Linked DNA regions of Sus scrofa: regions 2 and 3 are each linked to region 1. A link is a contact called in public Hi-C data. All regions are on one chromosome and are shown on one strand. The core of a region is the stretch at or near the end of the contact, and the rest is flanking DNA. Distances in the headings are between cores, read along the strand shown.

Region 1 (4,575 bases), core at 659-3,158:
ACATTTGGAGTAGAAAGACCCATGGACAAGTCAACAACCCTTGGCGACCCTTTCCCGCTGGCCTTCTGCTTTTAATAAACGAAAATAAAAGTTTGCTCTTCAGTTAAAGAAACGCTGTTTTGGTCTTTACGCCCGGACGCGTGACTTACGCATCCTTTTATACCAGCAGGGAGTTATCAATTGTGGTTGTCGAAATCGATACCGGGGCATCCACGGACGAAGACCTGCAGGTAGTGAGACCAAGGGATCAGGGAAAGAGTAGCAGGAACCAGCAGACTCCGACAGTTCGGGGTGGCCAGGCCAGCTTCTCGCGCGAGGCTTGCGGCGGGTGGAAGCACTGCTGCGGAAGAGCCGAACGCGCGGGTGGGAAACGAGGCCGGTTCCACCTTAAGAGCCGGTGCGGCGCGGCGGCTGCGGAGGCGCACGGCACCTGCAGGAGGCGCTGCTGCCCCGCTGTTCCGTCCGCGTCGCGGTGCGCCGCCGGCCTTGCAGCTCCCGGGCCGCAGTCCCCGGAGGGGGTGGGGACGCTGGGGGAGGAAGGGAGCGAGTGCAGCCGTTAGGTAAGGAACCCGAGCCCTCCGGATTTTGAAGCGGCCTCGGTGAGGCGTTTGCTGTAGGGAGCTTTCCGTCATTCGGCCGCGAGAGGAAATGTGGCGAGGCACCCTCCCCTGCCCCCACCGCCTGCCTTCCTGCCTCCCTCCACCTCTGCTCCCCGACCCCGACCGTGCTTCCCAGACCCTTTGTTCTCGAGGTTGGAAGCTGCTGGGTGGGGGTTCCCCGGGGAAGAGGGGCCCTTGCGCCACTCGGATGGGAAGGGAAGGGACTCTCGCCTCGCCCCCCACCCCGCCCTCTTAAGCCGAGCCCGCCTGGCCCCACAGCCTCTTCTCCGCGTCTCAGTGCCTCCTTTCCGACCCTGATTCCCCCAGCTCCGGCTCCCAGGCCTTCGCCTTCTGTTTACCCGCCTCCCCTCCCACTTCTCGCCACTCCGAGGTCTCCGGGACGAGGGTGGGAGAGGCAGACGGGAGGGGTGGGAGAAACCGTGTCGCCTCCGCAGCGCGGAGAACCCCCAGGGATCCTTTCAGGATGTGTCCCCTAGGACCCGCCGCAGGGGCAGGGGTTTCCCCGCGTCGCCGCTGGGCGGAGGCTTGACCCAGCCGGGAGGCCGCCCGGCGGCGCCCCCACCGCGCAGCCGGGGACCCACGGGCACAGAACCTATCCCGCCGACGCAGCCAAGAGAGGGCCCCGCGCGGCTCGGCCTCACGGTCCGGACCCCTGCCCCCAGGTGGAGAGAAGGGGACACCGTACTTCGCGCCGAGGGGAGGCGAATTGCAAACAAACGCCCCCTGCTTCCCCCACCCACCCTCTGGGGCGCCACCCGCATCGCCTCTCCGCCGCGCGCGACCCCGAGAGCTCCCGCGATTGTGTCTCCTTGAGTAGTTACAATTGCACGCCGCTGATTCCTTACTCGGGCGAAGCGTCGCGGAGGGGAGCGAGGGCACAGGGATGCGGGGGGAGGGGAGAAGCCGGGCGGGAAAGTGAGCGAAAAGGTAGGGGGACGTGGCTGGGCGGCAGAGCAGCGAAGGGCCTCCCGGAATCCCGAGTCCGAGCCCAAGAGGCAGGACAGCCCAGCAGGCCGGTTCCCTGGCCCGGCAGCCGCAGCCCAACGACCGAGCCCTCCACGTCCTCAGCTCTGGGGATGCGTCTTCGCAGAGCGCTATCCACGCGCCTCCCACGCTCACGACCCTGGAGGGGGCTCCACGTGAGCCCAGGTACAAAATCGGTGTCCCCTCCCCCCGGAAATTGGACGCAGCCTGGGGCCGTCAGCTCGAGGCTGCCTGGAGTCTCCTCAGGCCTCTCGGAGTGGCCCTGGACCTCACTGGCTGATCGAAAGCTGCGCCAGCAGTTCTCAAGGCAGCGGGTTCCCCGGGACACACCCCGTCTCCACCCCCGAGAGCTGGCGGCCAGCTCGGGATGCCAGGCGGCCAGGCGGGCGCCTTGCCAAATTCCGCGTTCCTCTCCAGGAGACAGGGAGCTGCGTCCCAGGCTCGGGAAAGCCCATAGTTTGGGCTTGGGACTCGCTTGCAAAGCCCCCCCAAGGCGCCTGGGACGCCTCTGCAGGTTGAATTCCTGCTCCGTATCACTTCAATTTTAATTAATCTTTTAAAACACCGCTGTCACGTCGCTTGCAGAAAATTAATCAAACCTGAATCCTTGTTGCATAGCAAGAATTTCGATCTGAGTCTTTTAAAAAGGACTTGACTTTGCAAAGTCACGTCTTTTATAGTTCCCTCATTCCCCCTTTAGCAAGGGAAATATTGCAAAAGTCAAGACATGTTTGTTTGGTTCTTTCTATCTTCAAAATGAAATTTTGCTGATTTTTTATCTTTATTTTTTGTCTTTGAACCAAAAAAAAAAAAAAACCCGAGATAAATTGCCTACCTTTGTTAATTCAAAATATAATTACTTTGAATGATCTTTGTTTAAGAGCCCAGATAAACTAAGATAATCTTAATTTTAATGTGACACGACCCCTATTTTTCCTTGTGAATAATGAGAATAAAGCAGTCATTAATTAATACCAAGATATCTCCATAGAAGATGGTATCTGGTCTCATGGAGATGCTGAAACATCAGTTGTATTAGTAATTGATACTGTATAATTGAACATGAAGATAGTCTTCTATTTTTAACCTCAAAGCTCAGAGTTTATTTGGTGATTACTGAATTCCTAATAATTAATTTTTGTTCCTTGCATAAATAATTCTCATGATTCCCAGTTCCCATGCAACAGAGAGGCTTCTCTTTAAAATCTGCCCCTCAAAATATAAGATTGTGAACCTGTATTGTGCAACAATCCTTTCTATTCCATAATTTATAACATATTTGGTCTACTTTTATGTACTCCTGTTACATTTCCCTTTGCTGTAATTAGATGCTGAAAATTAGAATACAGCATAATAACATCTTTAACCACAGTTTTGTCTTTCTGTATTCTATCAGTTAAATTTAATATATAATACTTAAGACTTCCAATCTTTCAAGTTTTTGAGATTTGAGGATAAGGTCCATTGAAGAATCAACATTTTTTGTAATGTGAAGTTGCAATGGACTATACTCCCACCTAACACAGGGCCCACTCTATTTCACACTTTTCTGTGGTTGAGAAGAGATTTTGCTCAAACACATTCTGTTTTTCCAACTTGAACATCAGCTCTCACCGATTTCCTGGATTAAATTCACATTTAACAATTTTGACATTAAAAAAAAAAATCCCCTCCTGAGAAACAGAGAAGTCTTCTAAATAATAATGGAAATTTAGACCCCAGCTTTAAGGCATTTAATCATTTCTTAGCATCAATTCACTGATGATCCTCACTTTTTATCCAGTAGAGGAGGATTATATATTTTCTCTTACACACGCACAAAAGCTCCCTATACATTTCTCCAGCCTGTCTCCCCAAATAAATATAAACTGTTTTATACCACATAAATATTCTTAGTACCTACCCTTCCAAATTCTTACCCTTTACTTAATTGTCAGTGCGAGTCCTAAAGTGATGGAAAGAATATTGGCTTTCCACTTTTATTCCCCCCCTTGGAGCAATTAAAACTTTAGGTCAATATATGATGGAATAATTCTCTCCTCTTGGATTTTATAATTTCCCACTATAATTTAGACTGAAATGGGATTAAAACAGGATCTAGAGTTCTAATCTTGGTTGATGTTTTGGTGTATTCACCGTAATGAGTCCTATTCCCTGGGGTCATGAAGCTCCCAAACGTCAATCAAGCAAACTGATTCAGAAATGCCATTGTTCGACTCCCACGTCACTCGCCTTCCTCTCATTTTATTTAACAATACCAGAGTTCTCTGATCAGTCATTCGGAATATGAGGCATTATCTGGGGAGAATTCACAAAGTGTCTTGATCTTTCTTTGGGAGATACTGTTAAGGGGTTTCCGCAAAGCAGAAAGTGCTTGTTTATATTTCTGTCTTTGGACCACACTATGGATGGAAAGAACCAATGAATACCGCTTGAAAGAAAATCATACCGTAAATCCGTCAAAAATTAATTCGTCCAGTTGAATGTTACATTTCTATTTTCGTGTTGGAAGCACCCTGACTTGTCACCGGAAGAGAAGTATGACCGGGTGTGGGTCCAGTTGGCATGCCCCCGCTTTCAACCCCGTCTGTTTTACCCCATTTAATAACACTAATGTGTTTAGTCTACACTAGTTAACCAAGAATTTATTTGGGGACGAGGAAGAGCCAACCTTTGCCCCTGGGGGGGGGGGGCGCTGCCCAACCCCTCAGACACGTCCGGGAGCCTCCGAGACTCGAATTTCCCATCCGCAGTCCTGGGTCATCCACGCCTGGGTCGCAGCTCCGGGACATTCCCAAAGCCAGACGCGTTAAGTTTGTTACTGGCTCAGAGCTGCCCAAATTAATGATCAACTTCACGTGGAGTCTATGAGCCTTCATCCCGTGTTCCCTGAAAGCTCCCAGTGCGGACCCCGGCTCCTGCGAGGAGTTCCATTGAGGGAGGCAGCCGTGCCGGGTTGGTTTCCTGGGAA
Region 2 (4,445 bases), core at 210-2,709, 280 kb after region 1:
GTTCTCTTTGTATATGTTCCTAGAAGTGAGATTGCTGGATTGGATGGTAGTTTGATAATAGCCATTCTGACAGGCATGAGGTGAGAGACCTCATTGTGGTTTTGATTTGCATTTCCCTGCTGATTAGTGATGTCGAGCAACTTTTCAAATGAATTTTCATGTAGCTGTTGGCCATTTGTATAATCTTCTTTGGAAAAATGTTGAGGTCCTCTGCCCATTTTTAAATTGGATTATTTGTTTTTTTCTATTTAGTTGTATGAGTTCTTTATGTATTTTGGATGTTTATCCCTTATCAGATATATAATTTGCAAATGTTTTGTCTCATTCTGTAGATTGTCTTTTTCAGTTTGTTGTTGTATCTTTATGGATTGACCCCTTATCATTATCTAATGACCTTCTTTACCTCTTTTTATGATTTCCAGTTTAAAGTGTATTTTGTCGGATATATAAGTATAGCTGCCTCTCCGTGCTTTCTGGTTACTGATGCTTGAACAGTTTCCATCACTCTCAGTTAATTATGTCTTATAGGTAAACATAAGTCTCTTGTAGGCAGTGGTATTGCTGGATTATGTTTGTTTTTTGAATCCATTCAGCCATTCTTTTAATTTTGATGGGAGAATTTATTTATGTTTAAAGTAATTACTGATAGGTATGGACTTGCTGTTGCTATTGTGTTCATTGTTTTCTGGCTGTTTTGTAGACCCACTGTTCCTTGTTCCTTATCCTGCTGTCTTTCACTCTGTATTGATGTCTTGGGGTACAAGTATGCTTTGGTATGCTTTGATTTTTCTATCATGTTCTTTTGTGTAATTACAGATTTATTTTTCTTTTTTTGGAAGTTCTGGGGCCAGGGATCGAATGTGAGCCAGAGCTGTGACCTACACCATGACCCCTGTATCAGGGTCTCTTTGGGTGTAAGCCCGGAGGGGTGGGGGAGGGGTGGTGGTGCTGCTGAGAGCACCGGCTGGGACCGCCGGCTTGTTTCCCTGTCTGTGTGAGGTTTGCTGTCGCCTGGGCTTTCTGGTCAGGTTTATTTATTAGACAGGCAGGACTGGGTACTACACCTGGGCTCTCACCTAGTTTTCCTCCGTGGTCCTTAGCGGCAGTATGGGACCCAGGGTTTGTAAGCTCGTTGTTGGGGGGCCCTAGTTAGGCCAGACTGTGCACTGAATTCCCTGATCAGACAGGGGCCCCTGGTGGCGCTCTGCTGACTCGGCGGCACAGGCTGTGCTCCCTTAGTTAAGTGCCACCGCAGGCAGGGCTCAGGGACGGGCTACACAGCTTCCCATGTGCCCTGGGCAAGGCTCCCTGCGGCTGAGGGCAGGCAGCTGTATTCAGTAGTGGGGGAGGCGGCAAATGAGTTCCCCTGCCCGGGAGGAGTGGGAGGACTGGCTCAGGACAGGTAAGGCTCTTCGTCGTGGTCTGGGCTCAGGCCCACTGGCGCCTTAAGGTCCTTGGCTGAACAGGGCCACTGGATGTGCTCGGCGGATGATCAGCTCTGCCTGCCCAACTCGGCTCCAGCCTTGCCGGCCTGTGCAGCTTTCCAGGCGCGCGGGCCGGTTCTGCCCAGGTGGGCCCGGGCTACACTCAGCCGTGGGCGGGGCTGTGAGTGAGGCCTGGCTTCCCAGGCGCCTCCCGCGGGGCCCGGCCGCGCTCCGGTGGGCGGGGCCCGGGATGGGCTCCCGGCCTGAGCCGCGGGAAGCCGAGCTCCGGCTCCGGCTCCGGCTCCGGCTCCGGCTCCGGCTCCGACGTGCCGCCGCCTTGTCGCTGCGGATGCGCAAAGCTGCTGGCGGGGCTGCCGCCCGGCCTCTGCAGGTAGGAGCTCGGTCGGCCCAGATTTCCCAGCGCTGGTGGCTGGAAGCCCCTCCCCGCCTCCCCCACGGTCCCGGGGGTCGAGGGCCCGCCCGCACGTTCCCCTAAGAACCCTGGCGGCGGGGGGTGGTGAGGGCCCTGGAGTAGGGGTTCCCATGAAGCAGTGCTGGGGTGGGCTCAAGGTCCACTTGGGACCCTGGGCTCTTTCCCACTGCGGGGGAAACGCAGCCCCCCGCCTGGTGCTGTGCGGCCCGGCGGGGGCAGGTGGAGCGCTCCTCTTACCGCCTCCTAAGGCCTGTCTTGGTCTCTGCGGTGCAGGCCGGGCTTCAGCCTCACCCTCGTAGTCTAGGATTTTCTTAGGGGCGTCCTCTCCTAAGTGGGGGCCACTGGCTTGGTGACGTCACTCTCCAGGCCCCCCCCTTCTGGTTGGAGAAGAGGAAGCCCCTGAGGCCAATGGTGCCTTGTGTCAGTTCGTTCCAGGGCCCCTGGGCGCCTTGTGCGTTGGCATCAGTGTGGTTCCATCTTGGAGTTACTTAAACTTGCGCGGGAGTAGACTGCACATCGTGTGGAGCAAACAAACCCCTTTGTGTGCGACTCCAAGGGTCATCCCCATGACAGAGCAGGCCCTGCAAACTGCCGCAGCACAGACAGCAGGCAAACAATCTCAGTGGAGATAAAAGGAAGATAAATTCCAGGTGAGAATTACAGCACTCGGTGAGGCCGTATTCATCCTTGGGAAAGGTGAAATTCTGGTTGTTTATAGTTAACTTTAACCAGAGGCCTCTCAGGGACAGAGAAAGCCAAGTCTGCCAGGTGGCACTGGGTCTCAGCCTGCATCAGGATCACTTGTGGGCCTTGCAAGTGGTCAGCCTTTAGCCCAGACTTAATTGAACCAGAACATGCTGAGCTGTGTAACTGGCTCCTCAGTAATTAAGCACTGTATAAACAAGGAACACTGGTCTAGGCTTTTAACTTTCTTAAAGAGCGAAATTTAGGTTCCTGAGGTGACTTCCTTTTTGATGGGAAAATAATTATCTGATTCTGGAAAGTCTTGTCTCTCCCAAGGCTGAGGACTAGCCTTCCTCCAGAAGGACAGGCTTCCTCAGTTTTCACTCTCACCTAGTTGTGTACTCACGCAGAACACTACCTGGCCGTGCACCTTTTTTTTCTTCTTTTTTCCTTTTTTTGGTCTTTGCTAGGGCTGAACCCGAGGCATATGGAAGTTCCCAGGCCAGGGGTCTAATCGGAGCTGCAGCTGCCCGCCTACGCCAGAGCCACACAACGCGGGATCCAACCTCACAGCTCAGGGCAACGCCAGATCCTTAACCCACTGAGCGAGGCACGGATTGAACCCGCAACCTCATGGCTCCTAATCGGATTCGTTAACCACTGAGCCACAACAGGAACTCCACCTTTTCATTTCTTAAACGTGTCATTTGTCTTACTGGGCAGCGTCCTGGTGCGACGCCGTAGGCTTTGGTCGCTTTTCTTACTCACCTGAGGTGCTGGGCAGCCTCATCACCCGCCATGAGGGGCAGCTGGGCTGCTGCTCTGTGGGTCCCTGCGGTTGAGCTTTGCTCGGACAAGTTTCTGAGCAGCTGCTGCTCGTTGCCCAGCACAGGCCTTGAGAAGGGGGGGCTCTGCATGGACATGGGGGGCCGGGGCTGCTTCCTGTCTGGATTTCGGTGCAGAAGGGCCATGGGGGTGTGCTCAGCTGTGGTGCAGCAGGCCCTGGGTGCAGGTGCTGAGAAAACAAGTCACCAGGGTGTTTTCTTAAGCTCTCCATCCACCACGCAGAAGACAGGACGGTTGCTATACCTGGGTGCTCCCCCAGGGTGGCGGCAGAGGCCCTTGGCATTGGAGGCAGAGGTGCCTTACAAAGAAATGTGATTTTGCTTTTCACAGTAGGGGATGGACTTCTGAAACTGGCAACTCCGAATGAGACAAATACTCTGTTTTTACTCACTGAAAATGAACCGTACTTCAGTGACACCAACTTTTGGTATAAATTCAACCAGTTCTTTCCAGTGAAATAGTTGTGAACTTTTGTAGACATTTGGAAGCCATTAGGGTTTTCAAATAAGTTTCCCTGTTAAGAATTTGGGTGGCCTCCTCCGCTTGCAGGCCCATCCCTCACCTTGTTATTGGCATCAAAGGAAAGAGCTGTCTTTCCTACCCGGATGTTTACAGTCCTGTAAGTTCCCTAAAGTCTTCTGTGAGCGTCCTGCTGTGGCTTTGGTTGGGCTTGGCCAGTCTGTCCTCAGGAACAGGGGAGGCTCCGATCCATCCCTGCAGCCGTGACAACCTAGTCTCTCAGGCCTCGGGCTGCCTCGGGCCACCGGCCTCCCAGAGCAACCAGAACTGTCACCTGTACATCCACCTTCGGGGCTGATGACGCTGTTAGGTGCTGGCGTTAATATAATTTTCAAATGACGATCTTTTCCGAAAGATCGAAGACTTGGCTGCGCCTTGACTCCCAGTCTGCAGCCCAGGCGCCGCCCCAGGGGAGGCTGGCGGCCAGGCGGGGCCTTGGAAATGCCCTTGAGTCCCGGCGGCCAACCACGCGGTGGGGCTGGGAACCGACCTGGCCTGGCTCGAAGGTTCAGATGAGCCGTGTGGACGGGAAGGCCCGT
Region 3 (4,353 bases), core at 1,711-4,210, 330 kb before region 1:
ACTGCGATCTGCGATGTTACGCCCGAATGGCAGTGAGTTTACATAACCACCTATCGTACTAAGGAGAAGAGGCAGCAGGAGCTGTTTTATCCTGTGAACCCAGTCCTTCTGGGAGATGATGTGGCTCCCGGAAGAGAAGGATTCTGCCCCTGCTCTCCAGCACGGACTGCCTGCAGAGGGTAACCTTTATTTTCTTTAAACCCGAGCTTCAGTAGTTGTCCACTAAGTCATGTCGCCTGAATGACATAGGTTTTACTCAGCCTAGGGCATCATCTGCTTAAATCACCAGCCCACTTAAATAGAAGCATCCTAAGAAAATACCTGCAAATCATTTATCTGACAAGGGGTTGGTATCCAGAATAACACAGAACTTCAACAACAAAATAACAAGAAACCCAATTTAAAAATGAGCAAAGGACTCAAACGGACATTTCTCAGGATGAAATCTACAAATGGCCACTAAGCACATGAACGGATGCTCAATATCGCTAATCATTAGAGAAATGCAAACGAAAACCACAATAAGATACCACTCCCCACACATTAGGGTGGCTGTTATAAAAAGTAATAATAATACTAACAAGTGTTGGCAAGGATGTGGAGAAACTGGAATTCTTATGATTTGCTGATGGGAGTATAACATGGTGCTGTGGAAAAAATGAAACATGGAATTACCATATGACCTAGCAATCCCAATTCTGGGTATAAACCTAAAAGAACTGAAAGCAGGGACGCCAACAGATATTTGTACATCCACGTTCATAGCATCATTATCTACAATACCCAGAAGGTGGAAACAACTCAAGTGCCCACTGATGGGTGAATAAATAAACAAAATGTGGTATATACAATCCATGGGATACTATCCAGCCTTTAAAAGGAAGGATATCTGACACATGCCAAAACATAGATGAATCTTGAAAACATTATGCTAAGTGATTTAAGCCAGTCACAAAAGGACAAATATTATATTTCACATACATGAGGCACCTAGAGTGATCAATTCGAGGAGACGGAAAGTAGAACAGTGGTTGCCGATGGCCAGGCAGAGAGGAGGAGCAGGAGTTTAATGGGTACACGGTTTCTGTTTGAGAAGATTATAAAGTTCTACAGACGGATGGTGGTGCTGACTGCACCGCAATGTGAACATATTTAACGCACAGAACTGTACACTTAAAATGATGAAATAGTAAATGTTATTACTTTATCACAACAAAAAATGATGTATTCAAACAAAAGCCACCCAAACCCAAAATGGTAACACACATTACAAGTTTTAAATGAAGATTGTTAAGAGTCCACCTGACTTTTTGTTCTAAACAGTACAGAAAAATCATGCTTCATCTACCTTTCTTTCTTTAAAAAAGGGGGGGGTGGATAAAAGCTTCCTCCTTTACTCATTTCCTTCATATTTGCTGCACAGTAAGTGACGTTTCAAATTGCTCTTGATAATAAAAATAAAACCACTGTCATGTTCGTAGTTAGAATTCAGCTGATGTTCTGCTGGTTCCATTCACCTCCTTTGTCTTCTGTGCCCACTTCCATCTGATTCATGAATCCCTCCCACCCATACACCCAGAAGGTGGGAAGAAATCTGTCTCCTCTGGGATTTTGCCTCTTAGACACAAGAGGACTGACAAACCTTTTAGCAGCCCACTCTATGGGCTCCCCAACACCATTCATGACCCCAAGAAAGTGCTTTAGCTCTTCGGAAAACAATACTACACACAGGCAAAATACCAAGTAAAATGAATACTGCAGAGTCAAGGTCATGCTGGAGACACTGAGAGACTGACTCTAGAACACTGGCTATCAACCTAGTTACCATTCTGGAAACCAGGAGTGGAAAGGAGGGCAGATATAGAAAATGTGTTCCATGGGTGGGGAAAAAAAGACAAGTAATGGGAAAAGCAGCAATGAAGGCTGGAAGCTTATCTCACATTTTGCATCTAAAAGTAGACCTAAAAATGAACACAGCAGCGTAAGCAGAAATATATTCTTGTCTTAATGATAGAAGAATGGGCAAGGATGAAGTAGGTTTCTGCATAGCCTGAAAAATCTTAACATGGTGTGTTACAAAGTGTTTAACAGCAACTAAAATGTATTGATTTTTAAAAAATAACAAGTCTTCCGAATTACAATGAACACTTTCACAATCAGAAAAGCAAATCCTCTAAATAAAAAAAAGAAAAGATCACAGAGCATAGTAAATGTTTCCCTTCCTGAATACAGTTGTTTTTATTGCCTATGCTGTTTCGAATTGCCTGTAACACTGATCATCCTGGACCTTCATTCCTGGTCAACGGACCTGGACGTATTTCTCAAATCCCAACACACACAGCCCCACGCTTCTGTTTTTATAAATGACCTATATACACATATGCAAAGGTATCTCCATCCAGGACATGCTCAGTTGGGCAGGCCTTCAAGAGTTTCCATGGCTTAATACAGAAAAATCGTCTATCTATACTTTGCAACATGCCAGAGGAAGGTTCATCTCCAGATCATTCTCTCTATATCCAGCCAAGGAAAATATACTTGATCTTATTTTTAGGGAAAGAAAAAGACAGAGACAGACACCTGGAGAATGCACTGGAAGAAGCTGCTTAGAGTTCCCACTTGCCGATTAGCCTGGTGCCACTTGGTGGCACTGTTGATTCCAGTTTGCTCCCTGATCCAGGGGATGGGTGTATCATTTGATCCAACCATAATAAGCCTGTGTGGCTCTGGCTCCATGAGGAACTTTATTAAGCCCTGACAGCCTTAATAGAAACATCAGAATGTCTGATTCCTATCACTCCCAAATCTACACGGTAACTTCTAGAGTAAATGCCCTTCTCTTAGAACCTTCTCTTGCTTTTCTGCCTAGAAATCCCACCTTTCCTTCAAGGTGCTTCTCTCAGCCTACCTCTGTGAATGAAAGCTTCCCCGTGAACTCTGGCCAGTGTGTCCCATAGAGCAAGACTATCTGAGACAGTATCCTGGGCACCAGCCATGTGAAGAGACGCGTGGGCTGGGACTGGGAAAGAAAATGAGTTGGTGGAAAGGAAGCAGTACCATCTTGCAGTTTGGCTGTTTTGGTTTTTTTTTTAATACAATATAAAATGCAAGGAAAACACCACTCTGATGGACCTTCATTTATGTGATTTATTCAGTGAAGGCTTTCATTAAGAAATGAAATCACGCATGAAGAACCTGCGTGATTCTATTTAGAAACAGGAAAGGAAGGTTCATGGGGGTTAATTCCTTGCTCGGGGACAGGCAGAGTTAGAATTTGTGGGGTGACACAACAGGAGCTCTAAAAGAGCTCCTGATGCAAACACACAGAGAAGCCTATCAACTGCTACCCCAAATCTAAGGATTGAAGTGGGGCAGCTACCCCCTCAAGAAGGTCTATGGTACCTTCTTCATTCACCCACTTCCCACGCACCCAAACACATGAACATACACATTGAGCTGCACATTCATCCATTTGTTCAACTTTTTTTTCTTCCTTCAAGATTGCCAATGTTGGGAGTTCCCGCCATTGCTCAGCAGTTGGTGAACCTGACTAGCATCCATGAAGATGCAGGTGTGATCCCTGGCCTTGCTCAGGGGGCTAAGGATCCTGCAGTTACTGTGGCTGTGGTGTAGGCTGGTGGCTGCAGTTCTGATTGGACCCCTAACCTTGGAACCTCCATATGCCACAGGTGTAGCCCTAAAAAAGACAAAAAAAGAGAGAGAGAGAGATTGCCAAAGTTGTTAATTTTTTAAAGATTTCAGTCATACAAACATTTGGAGAAGCAATATACACTGAGATACGTGATCATTTTTTTGTTCTCTGAACCCCTCGGGGAGGCTCTGCCTCTGTTCTACATTCATCTTTCCTTTTCTGTATAATAGGGGATGTGACAGAAGTCTTGAACAATGACAAAATAGAATCCTCAGGGGAGGAGCTGAATGTGGGTATTTTATATCAATAATTATTATATTATTGCCTTGAACAACATGTATTACTTTCTTTAGTGATGAGAATGGTATGATATGATGTTGCAGGTGGCTCAGATCATAAATCATCACCAATGAAGGATAAAACACAAGGAGATACTTCTGGTGGCTGTGCTCTTACTATCAGCATTTAGTTTATGATGCATATAAAATATGACTGACTATAAAAGAATGATGCTAATCTTTTAACAAATACCATCACTCATATGTACAATAAAAGAATGTCATCCTTCTAAATGGGTGCTTTAAAACACTATTTATATATTCTTGAGACTGATCAAAACTCTGTGAAAATTCCTCTTTCGATATTGCCTTCATGGTCTGAAACATATACTTTTGATTCTTCACAACTGTGGTAAATGTTCA

What was found. Hi-C and Micro-C count contacts between places; a contact is called where the count stands out from the background.
Region 2: a contact with region 1 is called in a Hi-C map of epiblast stem cells, with 2.0 times the contacts expected there. The contact joins two enhancer-like sites. A contact is called at or near these places in 2 of 5 promoter capture datasets (fetal liver and liver), 26 of 47 Hi-C or Micro-C datasets (alveolar macrophages, blood, brain and 14 more) and 2 of 2 datasets of contacts at active chromatin or transcription factors (alveolar macrophages and skeletal muscle).
Region 3: a contact with region 1 is called in a Hi-C map of omental adipose tissue, with 1.6 times the contacts expected there. The contact joins two enhancer-like sites. A contact is called at or near these places in 13 of 47 Hi-C or Micro-C datasets (brain, embryonic fibroblasts, epiblast stem cells and 9 more) and 1 of 2 datasets of contacts at active chromatin or transcription factors (skeletal muscle).

Annotation. Positions count from the first base shown.
Region 1 is chr10:53,349,069-53,353,643 of Sscrofa11.1, reverse strand. No RefSeq gene overlaps it. Among named protein-coding and RNA genes, the nearest start is that of SKIDA1, 21 kb to the right of the region's middle. Within about 2 kb of position 1,908, at least 52 of the 83 cell types and tissues checked have an H3K27ac peak or open chromatin away from gene starts, as enhancers often do. A contact at or near this core is called in epiblast stem cells, fetal liver, liver and 2 more, where this site is marked.
Region 2 is chr10:53,066,940-53,071,384 of Sscrofa11.1, reverse strand. No RefSeq gene overlaps it. Among named protein-coding and RNA genes, the nearest start is that of DNAJC1, 210 kb to the right of the region's middle. Within about 2 kb of position 1,459, at least 19 of the 83 cell types and tissues checked have an H3K27ac peak or open chromatin away from gene starts, as enhancers often do. A contact at or near this core is called in epiblast stem cells, fetal liver and undifferentiated spermatogonia, where this site is marked.
Region 3 is chr10:53,680,243-53,684,595 of Sscrofa11.1, reverse strand. The region is part of intron 2 of NEBL (nebulette); the gene reads right to left. Among named protein-coding and RNA genes, the nearest start is that of C10H10orf113, 34 kb to the right of the region's middle. Within about 2 kb of position 2,960, at least 5 of the 83 cell types and tissues checked have an H3K27ac peak or open chromatin away from gene starts, as enhancers often do. A contact at or near this core is called in liver and omental adipose tissue, where this site is marked.